2 separate regions of the Gossypium hirsutum genome follow, and region 1 is linked to region 2. The links are chromatin contacts, called in public Hi-C maps. All regions are on one chromosome and are shown on one strand. The core of a region is the stretch at or near the end of the contact, and the rest is flanking DNA. Distances in the headings are between cores, read along the strand shown. Region 1 holds the start of LOC107902020 (aquaporin TIP1-2). Region 2 holds the start of LOC107902026 (ubiquitin fusion degradation protein 1 homolog).

The links. A called contact is a pair of places that touch in the nucleus more often than the background predicts.
Region 1: a Hi-C map of leaf shows a contact between it and region 2, with 3 times the contacts expected there. The contact joins the promoter of LOC107902020 here to the promoter of LOC107902026 in region 2. A contact is called at or near these places in 12 of 34 Hi-C or Micro-C datasets (anther, callus, leaf and 2 more).

What each region holds. Positions count from the first base shown.
Region 1 is chrD12:4,335,275-4,340,878 of Gossypium_hirsutum_v2.1, forward strand. LOC107902020 (aquaporin TIP1-2) reads right to left here and starts at 1,983. Exons shown (of 2, transcript XM_016828242.2): 1 at 1,180-1,983; 2 at 41-1,085. The coding sequence starts at 1,329. The coding sequence ends at 249. It overlaps LOC107902021, which reads left to right. Exons shown (of 5, transcript XM_016828245.2): 5 at 1-39.
Region 2 is chrD12:4,203,088-4,208,968 of Gossypium_hirsutum_v2.1, forward strand. LOC107902026 (ubiquitin fusion degradation protein 1 homolog) reads right to left here and starts at 2,129. Exons shown (of 10, transcript XM_016828251.2): 1 at 1,979-2,129; 2 at 1,726-1,770; 3 at 1,553-1,630; 4 at 1,326-1,350; 5 at 1,206-1,238; 6 at 980-1,101; 7 at 719-849; 8 at 198-418. The coding sequence starts at 1,728.

The sequences.
Region 1 (5,604 bases), core at 733-3,232, 130 kb after region 2:
CTTAACGTAACTAAACCTAATGCATGTTTTATCAGCTAACAGACATTATTTGGAGCATTGACATTCTTTTCATACAGGTACAGCCCTAGAAATTGTCCATGATGATCACACCAATTACCAATATATAGAGAACATCCAATTTTATTCAATTTGCTACTCTGATTTAATCTTTTGGAGATAAATATATTCAGTCTCCCATGAGAATAATAATACACTCCACCTGGTAGGCGGTAGCCTCCATCAGTGATTCAGCGTCTCACAATTTCCAAAACGTTCCCATTAAGTTGACTTGTCCTACTTCTAGGTCCCCAACAACAAAGTGTAGGAGCGGCTAAATTCTTAATGTCATGCTTTTCATCTTCCCAAACAAGGCCTTCTTTGGGTAAGCCCTTGGTGAAGCCATAATAAATTATGCAAGCTAAACAAGGTCCTATCCAAAAGACCCAATGGCCATCCCACAACGAACCACCTCGCAGTAAGGCTGGGCCTAAACACCTCGCAGGATTAAGCCCCACGCCGGCATAACCAGCCCGCCCAGTCACACTAATGGACACAAAAACTGCTAGTGCCATCGCCCCTGCCACCACTGCACAAACCATAGCTAACCCTAGTTCTTTGCTTCTTCTCTTGTCAAATGCTATGGTTACACCAACAAAAAGCACCACAAATGTACAACAAAATTCCAACATCAATGCCGTCCCAGAGCTAACCCCAGAGGTTGGCCCGTTTCCATCAATGGTACAACCTCCCAAGGAATACTTTTTTGCTGCGTCATGGCTCATCACACTGCTGAGTATGAGAAAACCTGTTATCGAGCCTACACATTGGGCCAAGATATAGATGGAAGCTCGTGCTAGAGATATGATGCCCTTGAGGGCAGCAATGAAAGTAAAAACTGGGCTCATGTGTCCACCTGAAAGAGGAACTGTCACCATGAGAAACAGAAAGGCAATAATAAATACTGCAAATGGGACAAGAAGCTTGGGATTAGACTCGTTCGAGTCCAAGCAGGCGACAACGGATGTTGTTAATGTGAACATTAGTGAAGCAGTCGCCACCAACTCTGTGAGTGCTGCCTTCCACATCTAAAACAAACGAATGAGGAGGGAAGCATTAGAGCCCTTTTCTTCTGAAAATTGAATCAAGCAGAATAAATCATTTGTGGAAGAAGATCATTACCTCTGGTGAGGAAAACTCACGGGCACCAATGCAACCAAACAACGTCGCTTTTATAGATTTAGATTCCTTTGGGAGCCTTGTCTCGTGATTTTCAGCTGAACTTGCTGTTGGAAGATTATGATCAGATCCGCGAGAGAGAATGGAATCCATGTCTTGAAAAATATCCGAGACTATTTACAAGAAATAATGCTTGCCGGATGAAGAAACCATTAATGGTTAATCCATTATATATATAATATGGTGAAAGAATACGACCAAAGATTGTCACACTGTGACTGCCATGGCTTTTATATTAAACGGCCAAGTCCCATAATATTACAAGTGATAGTTGCAATTCAGAAACGAAACATTAGCAATCCATTCCATAGTTGCCAGTTACAAGAAGACGAAATCTGATCTGGTTTCTGGCAAAGACCAAATGCAAAACACCAAAGAAACTAACAATGGAAGTATATCTTGTGTAATATGCTTTAGGCAAATTTTGTTGGAGGTGCAGAAGTAAACCCACCACGATCCAAAAAGCCTTTTTATCCGATAAGGATATCCATTTTAGATCAACTAAGATGCTTACTCTAGGTTTATTAAAAAATGAAGCATCCTTAACTTATATAGCAGTCGATGCTTAATCTTGGCGTTTTACACTTCACACCTGTCATCTATACTTTGAAATTGTCAATTTTATTATATCACTAAACAGTAATCAACTCCAGCTAATACTCCAATCCCCCTTAAAATAGTTACCTAGGAATTTTATATTACAGAAAACATAGAAAAATCCTACCAAACAAAATATTTCAAAGAGAAGGCATAGGAATAAACCCGAGGGTGGTAAAATATTTCATTCAGTTTGCAGCTTCCACTTTTCATAGATTGCATATTTGTCAATTCGCACTTTTTTCGAGTTCCGACCACTCTTTCTTGACCATCTTGCAACAAACTCCAATGTTGTTTTCTCGTGCAACTTCTTCAAAAATTGCATGCTCCAATACTGTTAAATTACATCTGTGATAAGTTTCAACAATAGGCCTGATTTTAACAGGAAGATCATCAAAACCTTCATCTTCATCTTTATCTTCAACTTTAGTCATCTTCTCAACCGGTTTTGACTTGCACACTTGACTAAGGGAATTATAGTTCACATGTCCCTGTCTTTTGTGCCAACTATATGATTTATCCATTGAACTGGTATAAGCTCAAAGTTTCAATCCAGCACAAAACTTTTATTATTCATTGAGACTGTGATCACTTCCTATCCTAATGAATCAAATATAGTGCAACATTTATCTTTGAAAACAACTATGTATTTCTTCTCCATCAATTAACCAATGCTAAGAAGATTATGATCTATTTCATGAACTAAAAGCACATCTGTAATTTCCTTAGTACCTGTTGGAATGTTGACCAACACATCCCTTCTTCGCTTAGCTTCTGAGAGTTCGCCATTACCAATCCTCACCTTAAGATCACATCTTTTGTTAATCTTCCCGAAGATGTTTTCATCTGAGGTCATGTGGTTGGTGCATCCACTATCGATCAACCAACCTTTCGCGACTCTGATTTTTTGATGCAAAACTTGTGGCTGTGAACACCTACTCCTCTTGAATGTGATCTCCTTCAGCTGCCTAAGCCTGCGTATTCTGTTGAGGAGTTCACCCTTTGTTCTTGCATACCTTCTCCATATGGCCAAATTGTTTACAACTTCTACATTGAAAATCTGGCCTGAACCAATAACACCTTTCCGAGTGATTTGTCTTTTTGCAGTGAGAGCTTGGTGAGCTTTTTTCCTTGCCACCATCTCTCCATCTATCCTCTTTCTTCTCTACCCAACCTTTCTTAACCTTATGTTTCTGAGGGTTCGCATTGTAACAGCCCCTTTTTTTGAATCTGATCGGAACAGTGGTTTCGGGACTACTTAACCGAGTAAAAATATTTATTATATTATTTTTAATAAGTTTTACAGCATGATAGAATTATAGTATAAATTTTACCGTTTAAATACTTAATTTGATAAAAAAGACTTAATCGCGTAAAATGTAAAAGTAGCATTCTATAAGTTAAGAGTATTTATTTGCTGATAAGTTAAATGAGAGGTCCTTATTATGTTATTGGACCAATGATAGTGGTGCTGGTCATAAATGACCTTAAAATATGTGAATTATGCTTTTATTTCATTAAGGTTAATTTGGCAAAATGGTTATTAATATTGAATTAAAGTAAAAAAAAAAAAACAAAACAGAAAGTGGCAGTCATTTTCTTTCTGCACGATTTTGAAGTTTAGAAAGCCAATGTCATGGCTTTTACATTCGACCAAGCTTAGATTCTCAATTAGGGTGTGGTTTTTATTCCGTTTTTAATAATTTTTACGTTTTTGAGATCGTTGCTTTGTATTAATTCTAGCTAGCTCGTACCTCAATTTCTGAAAATTTTGATGATTTTGAAATGTGCCATTGTTGAATGCTAGTATATTTTGAAGTATTATGCTAGATTATTGATGGGTATTGAAATATATACAAGTTTTATAAAGTAAATTTTGACAAAAATGAGCATTAGGGATTTAATTAAAAAAATAGAAATATTATGTTAGAAATGTGAAATAAATGAAAATATGGGCTGATTAGAAGATATATAGTATTTGGCTAAGAATACGTATAAAGAAATTTCGTATATTTTGTGTATTTGTGAATTAGGAACTAAAGTGTCAAAATGTGAAAATATGAGGGCTATTTTGTAAAAATGCCAAAATATATTTATATGGATTGAATTGATTGATTTGGTGAATAAATGAGTTAAATTTGAATTTATATAGATCAAGATAAACAAATATCGGAACTTGATTGGGGGAAACAAAAGTTAGACGGGTAGACGAAAGTATTCGAGCAAATACGAGGTAAGTTCGTATAGCTAGAATTGAATTATTAAATAACTGTAATTGTCCAAAAATGAATGTATGTAAGTTGAATGAATAATCTATTTGAATTTTAAATTATCAATATACTATTATATTACTGTTTACATAAATGCAAATGAAATGTTATAAATACTTTATACGTTATATTGTTTTGGTATGATAATAGGCACTGAATATGAAATTTTGAGTATTTAAATGTATGTACTAAATTATATTAGATATATATATACATATGAATTGAGAAATTGAGTTATTGATTTTTAATTGCTTAATTGATAAAATTGGTTAATACCGAGCCCGTTTGAACTTTAGAAAATTGTCGGATACGAATGACTTGTCACTAGGGTTACCGTTTGGTTGAGCTCCTGCATTTGTTGCGGACTCACTACAGCTTGAAAGAGCTTACCGTTTCAGCTCTATAGAGCTTACCGTTTCAGCTCGATAGAGCTTACCGTTTATCAGCTCGAAATGAGCTTACCGATCATGGCTTGAAAGAGCGCAAATGACAATGAATTGACGAATTTCTGATAAATACACTTATAGTGTATCACCCGTGTATCCCTCGATGTTCTAATAGGTTCAACGGGCATAATTACTGTTACTGATTATATGAATAAACTATGTAATTATATGCATGAATTACCGTTGATATGTATAAGTTACGGTTGATACGAATAAATTTCTGTTATTACTGATGAATTACAGGTTATACGAATAGAAAAAAATTGATATAAATGTTATATGATTTACATGATTTAAAAGTTACATGAAATACATGATTTACATGGATTGTTGTTTTATGAATATATGAATTATAGGGACGACATGATATATTTAGCTATATGACTAACTTGTGGATGGTGATGTGAATAGACTTTGTAGACAAATGAGTTGATTTTAATTGTTTTAATGCTTAAATGTTAAATTGGTAAATTTTAATTCTATATTACACGGCTTACTAAGCTTAATGCTTACTTCATTCATTTTCTTATGTTCTAGATTTCGGAAGCTAGCTCGATTTCGGGAGAGGTCGGAGATTTGCTATCACACTATCAAAATGATTTTCGGTACTTTTGGACCTTATGCAATTAATGTAAATATGGCATGTATAGTTAGTTTTTGGTATGAATTTTGGGTTTTGATCAAGCTATGTGATATGGCTTGAGTTGGAAATGTCTAGTTTAGAATGGAAACATTATGTGTTATGTTCATTTTGGGTACACTTTGATAAAGGGTATTTTGGTATAATTGTGCATTGGTTGTAATTTGAAATTTGTAGGGAATGTACAATAATTATAAAGGGGTTATATTCATTTTTTTTAAAATGAATGAATGAAGTCAATTAGTAAGAATTTATATGAATTTATGATTATATATGTTTGTTATTTATTTAAGAATTATTGTAAATTATCCAAGACATCCGGTAATGCCTTGTAACCCGATTTCGGCGACGGTTTGAGGTTATGGGGTGTTACACGCATCATCAGTACTTAGGGTTCGCAGTGTTTCTTCTTCTA
Region 2 (5,881 bases), core at 879-3,378:
ATATCCCTACCAAGCATATTTTTGCCATGTGGTTGTAGAATATTTAACTTAGAATACCAGAAGAAATCTTTTAACAAAATGAAAAAGAAGCAAAACTTACGTTGAGATACAGCACTAGAAATCTGAACAATGAGTTAAAAAGCAAAGAACTCAAGATAAACCATTATATGATATCTACAAAGATATTAGCTCATCACCTTGAGAATGTGCCTTGCTTGAAGTGGGAACAGCAGGCCTTTCTGGCTCTTTGTAATCGAGGGGAGGAGCAAAATCCACCTCACAGTCAGTCTCAATGATACTTATTGCATTGGAAGGCTTCGTCTCTATGATATCTATGTAGTACTTTTTATTGTTATATGCCACCATAATACTGTCCCCAGTAGTTAAACAGGAATAATTCCTCAGTGTCGTCTCTAAGCTGCATGATGAAACAAAAGTGAGATTAGAGTTGAGGTGTCTAAATCTACTTGGAAAGCAACAGGTAGATTACATCCATAACAGCATGAAAAAAAAACAGATTCAGGGAGTTACATTCCTCACAAATCCATACCAAATAAAGAAACTCATTTTGCTTACACGAATCTAAATTACACAAACTTCTCAAGGTATATGAGTATGAATTGATAACTTACTACAAAAATTTCAAAATTCCTTTCTAAGCTAACCATCAAACATCAAAGGCGCAAGCATACATATATTCACAAACCTATCCACTCACATAGCTTTTGGGTTTGAAATATCCAAAAAGTCCTTCGTGTGGGGCTGCAATTTCACATAGGTACCCTTTGGAAGAGTTACATTTTTCACCCTCACAATATCTCCCTCCTGTAGGAGCAAATTCTCCATCATCTACATCATAACCATTGAAAACAACGGGTCAAGAATCATATAAGTAGAAGATTTCCTCCATTTTAGTGGACCTAAAGCAATGCCATAATTCTAGTGTGAAGCATAATAATCCAACAAATGTACTGCCTACCCAATATGGCATATAGATCATGCCTTCTTCTGCGATAAACTCTAGCACTCCACAATGAGAGGCACGCTCAGCAGCATCATTCCGAAGTTCAAATAACATTGGATAATCAATATGCAGAGATGCTGCATAATTTGTCACAAATTAACTTTTGGATTATACCGCCAGATTAATGTGAAACTAAGACTAATTACAAAAGTAAAAGTGCTGCCAATATCAAACAACGAACCCAAGCGATCAAGTGCAGATGGAGGCATGATAACTGAAAGAACAGTGAAAGAATGTATATATTAGGAAAGTGATACTCCAAAAGGAACATATTACAAAAACTAAAGGTCAGGAAACTTACTTTTATCACCGCTTTCAATTTGTGGCTGCGGGAAAACAAGGAAAAAAAAAAGGACCAAAATCATGAATAAATGGGAAAGAAGCTAAAAGATTTGCAGGATTTAATATCATAAACCTTCAAATGGAACTAATCAAGTATGATGGAGTTCCAAAAGCTGATGACAGATTAATTAATATAAATATTGAAGCAAATCAACAATACAACAGAAAGTTCGTAGTTTTACAGACCTTTTCAATGAAAGATGCAGGGTAACATCGATAACTCTGCTCAAATGACGTCCCATGGTAACCATATCTATCGAAAAACTGCCACATCAATTTCAAAATTGAATTCAAAACAATTTCCAATGCCACAACCCAAACAAAGCAGTCATTAACATTCGAAAAATGTAAACACTTACCATTTTGTAATGCTTATAAACAGTCAAACCGGATAACTTACTTCCCTACAAGAATAAAAGATCAGATGAGTCTAAAGATTAACAATAATATCCAACAACACATAAATCTACATATTATATACAACAGCAACAACTTTTGAAGGGAAAAAAAGGTTATATTTTAAATTAAAATTCAAAACTTTTATCCCGCAATTTAGTTTTGAATGGCACAAGTGAACAGATCTAAGACTAAATTAAAACAGAATAAAATTACCTGAGAGAAAATAAAATTCAATTTCAGGTGCGTTGATCGCAAATCGATGGAGTGATGGAGAGGAAAGATTATGTAAGGTGGTGAATGGAATCATCTAAGATTCGCTTTATCTGCGTTTATTGCACGCTACCTTCAGATTCTGCCACGCGTTCATTTAAAAGAACTGATAGTTTATCATCAGTTTTGAGCCAAATTCTGAAAATTTTGGAACTGACCCAAAGTACAAATCAGACTGCTCTTTGGCCCATAATAGTTAAGATGCCCAATCTAAAATAACAATAATAAATCTATAATTACTTATATTAAGCTCAGAGATTGTATTACGAGTTAATTCAACACTAATTTATTTTAAATTTATTAAATCAAGTTATATTATTATTATTATTTTAATTTTACATTTTTATATATAAAATCAATAAAAACTCAATTATAATAAAACTTGAACTACATTTTAAATATTTAATCTTACCATTTCAACTAAATATTCGTCTCATTTTTATATATATATATATATATTTAATAAATTTATTATGTATTTTTTCTTCTAGAAATTCACCAGTGGTGTATTCCTGTATTTAGTACTAAGTTTTTTTCTCGGCTTCACTTTTAGTAAAACATATAGTTACTTATATTAATTAAATTAAAATAATTCAAAATAATATTTAAAAAATCCAAATGTGTAATAAATTAAATTAAATGACAAATGGTTGTGTTAGGTTTCAATTGTTTTAGATTAAATTAAGCTTATGGTTCCTCTATCATATTTAAATTTAGAATTTATTTGATATAATTTGATTCATTTACATAATATCATTAGTTAGTCGAAACAGTTGATACCCTTGATTATTCCGATTAAAATGTTAAGGTCGATTTTTAAAAAGAAATTACCCATGCCAACTTCATGCAAAATTATATATATATTTATATTACAAAGATATTTTTAAAAGAAATTAACATCATCATTTTAATCGGAATAATGAAAGATAATTACTTAGACTAACTAATGTCATTGTAAAAATAAAGGATCAGAAGTATGCCAAAATTAAATCCCAAATGATAGCATAATAGAGAAATCGAAATTTCAATTTTGCCACTATCTCCAATTTTGAAAAACAAAGGTTAATTGTTGTTGCTATAATGCTGGTACACAATTTTATCCAAAAATATGAAGGTCTAAATAGTGTGGATTTTTTGGAATATGAAACTAATGATACGACATATAAAAATATTACCGAGGTAGAAAATGTGCTTAACAAACGAAGTGATGATGACATTGAATTCAACAACATTTCATATGGGCTTGAAATGGAAGTTATAAGAAATATCATTGCTTGTAGTTTAATGAGTTGGTTTTAACTTGGATACGTTATGATGTTTTAATTTAGTAACATTTAAGTTGCATAGATTTAATAGTAATTGTGAACCTCATGTGATGGCTTGATGGTCAAGGGTGTTTACCACTCTAATTGTGGTATGGGTTTGAATCGCGCTAGTCGCATTGGTTGTTCAGACTTTACTCTATTATTGTAATTCACCAAAAAATTAGTATTTGTTATTATTGAACTAACAATAATTATTATTATATTACAAATATATAATATTTTATTATTATTTTTACTTTGTATAAAAGAAACATTTTAACTTCTAATAGTAATTTTTAATAGCAATGCCAAACATTTAAAACTAACAAACCACACTTTTCAAAAACACGCTTACCAACCACAACTTTTCACAAGCGTTTCTACAAATTTTTTCAAAAGTATTTTTAAATTGCATAACAATGTCAACCTAGCATTAATAGAAGATATTTAGATTGATTATTTCAATTTAGTCATATAGAAATGATGGGTCCAATTGGTTTCTAATAAGTTTGTTGGTTTATTAAATTATTTATATAAAAATTGAAAATTTAAATATTTAACTAGTCGAATACACAACCTTGTTGGATAATTACTACTGCAAAATAAAGACGTTAGTAGTGACAAGTACACAAAATAAGGGAAAAATTAATAAATAAATAAATACTGTGCCGTGGAGAACCAATGCTTTAGAAGCGATTTTGTCCTGATCGGTGTAATCGGAAATGAACATCACCTCCAAGGTTAACATAGTGCTTCCAAATTCGTACACCCAAATGGGGAAGATAGAACACAATTGATATTGCTCTTCTTAAGTTTATGAGAAACAAGATAAAAAATAATTTTAAAGGTGGTCAAAAAATTTGGCTAGAAAAAAACCCACACTAGGATCAATTCCCATAAAAGTTTGGAGGGGTCATGGACAGTCTCGCTTTAAACCCAAACTCCTAAACAGAACTTCCTCTTATGTGATTTTTAGTAAAATAACAAAAAAAGATGAGGGAGACGAGAAGAGTGATAACGGCTTTGATTTTTATTGTGTGAAATATGAGGAATATAATCTCAAAAGGGCAAAATGATCCAAAAAATTCAACGGCCATATTGCAACGACTAGATTCCAACGGTCATATTGTAATGGTCAGATTCCAACTACCATATTATAACGGTTAGATTTTTGTATTACTAACATTCCCCCACTAATGCAAAAGAAATAAAGATTTTTGAAAAGATGGGAAAAAGAGAAATAGTGAAATTAGCCCATTTATTTATTTTTTGCTTCTAAATAGTTGGCCGTTGAAATATGGCCATTGAATTTTTTAGATCATTTTGCCCCTTTGAGAATCGTATAAATAGGAGGCTATTTTCCTCATATTTCACACACCAAAAAAAAAAATCAGAGCCTCTATCACTCTTCTCGTCTCCCTCATCCTTCTTTGTTATTTTACTAAAAATTACATTAGATGAAGTTTTGTTGAGGAATTTGGGTTTTAAGCGGGATCGTTTGTGACCCCTCCAAACTTTTTTTGGAATTGATCCTAGTATGGGTTTTTTATTCGAACCAAAATTTTTGACCACTTTTAAAATTATTTTTGATTTTATTTCTCGAAAACTTAAGAAAAGCAATACCAATTGTGTTTTATCTTCCTCATTCGGGTGTACTTGGAAGCACTGTGTTAATTGACTGCCGCCAGACGTTCGAACGTTTGGACTGGAAATGCTGCAACAAATAAATATATGATTAAATAGCGGTGTCCGCAAGTATACGAGTCAAATTGTCATGTAGTAAAGAATGTTACAACGAAACACTCTGTGAAGCATTCTGAGGATCGTACCCAATGGAGGTTGAATCAAACTGAAATTAATTTTCTACACTAATAGGACTAAGTCATATTAATTTAAAATTATATTACAAATAATCAAATGAAAATGGATTAATGAAATTAACCTAAAATTATCTAAAATAAAAACAACCAATTAACAATAGAAATGAATTCCAATAAAACAAGCAGGGGATTAACTCACTTCGGTGTTCCTAATTAACTTCAGAACTCGGGTTTTATCGAGTTAGCTATTAATCAACTAGTTATTACCTCTCGATACTAACTAATTAACTAATCGACCAATACAAGCTTACCTCTCAACCTCACTTTTTTGACCGGGATAAATTATGATTTTCTTAGTAAACTATCTCTCGATCTCGTTTATCCTAAATTACTTCCTAGGGGCGTCACTTTCTAGGGTTTAATCGCACATAATTTAAACCAACTAACTTGGTTTGAAACCCTAATTCATCTATTAAGTAGTCAAACATCCGTTCGTTAATCTTCCTGAGGAAATTAGCTACTCATGGATCTAAATGCAATAATCCCTAAATTCATATTTAACATACAAAGTAGTAAATTAAATAAAAGAAGGGAATAAGAAAATAAATCTGTTTCGATATCAATTTGTGCACAGAAGCTAGATTTCCTTTAACAATTGTGAAGATCACTCTGGTTGCAATTGGAATTCGAAAAGAAATAAAGAAATATTATTACATTAAAAG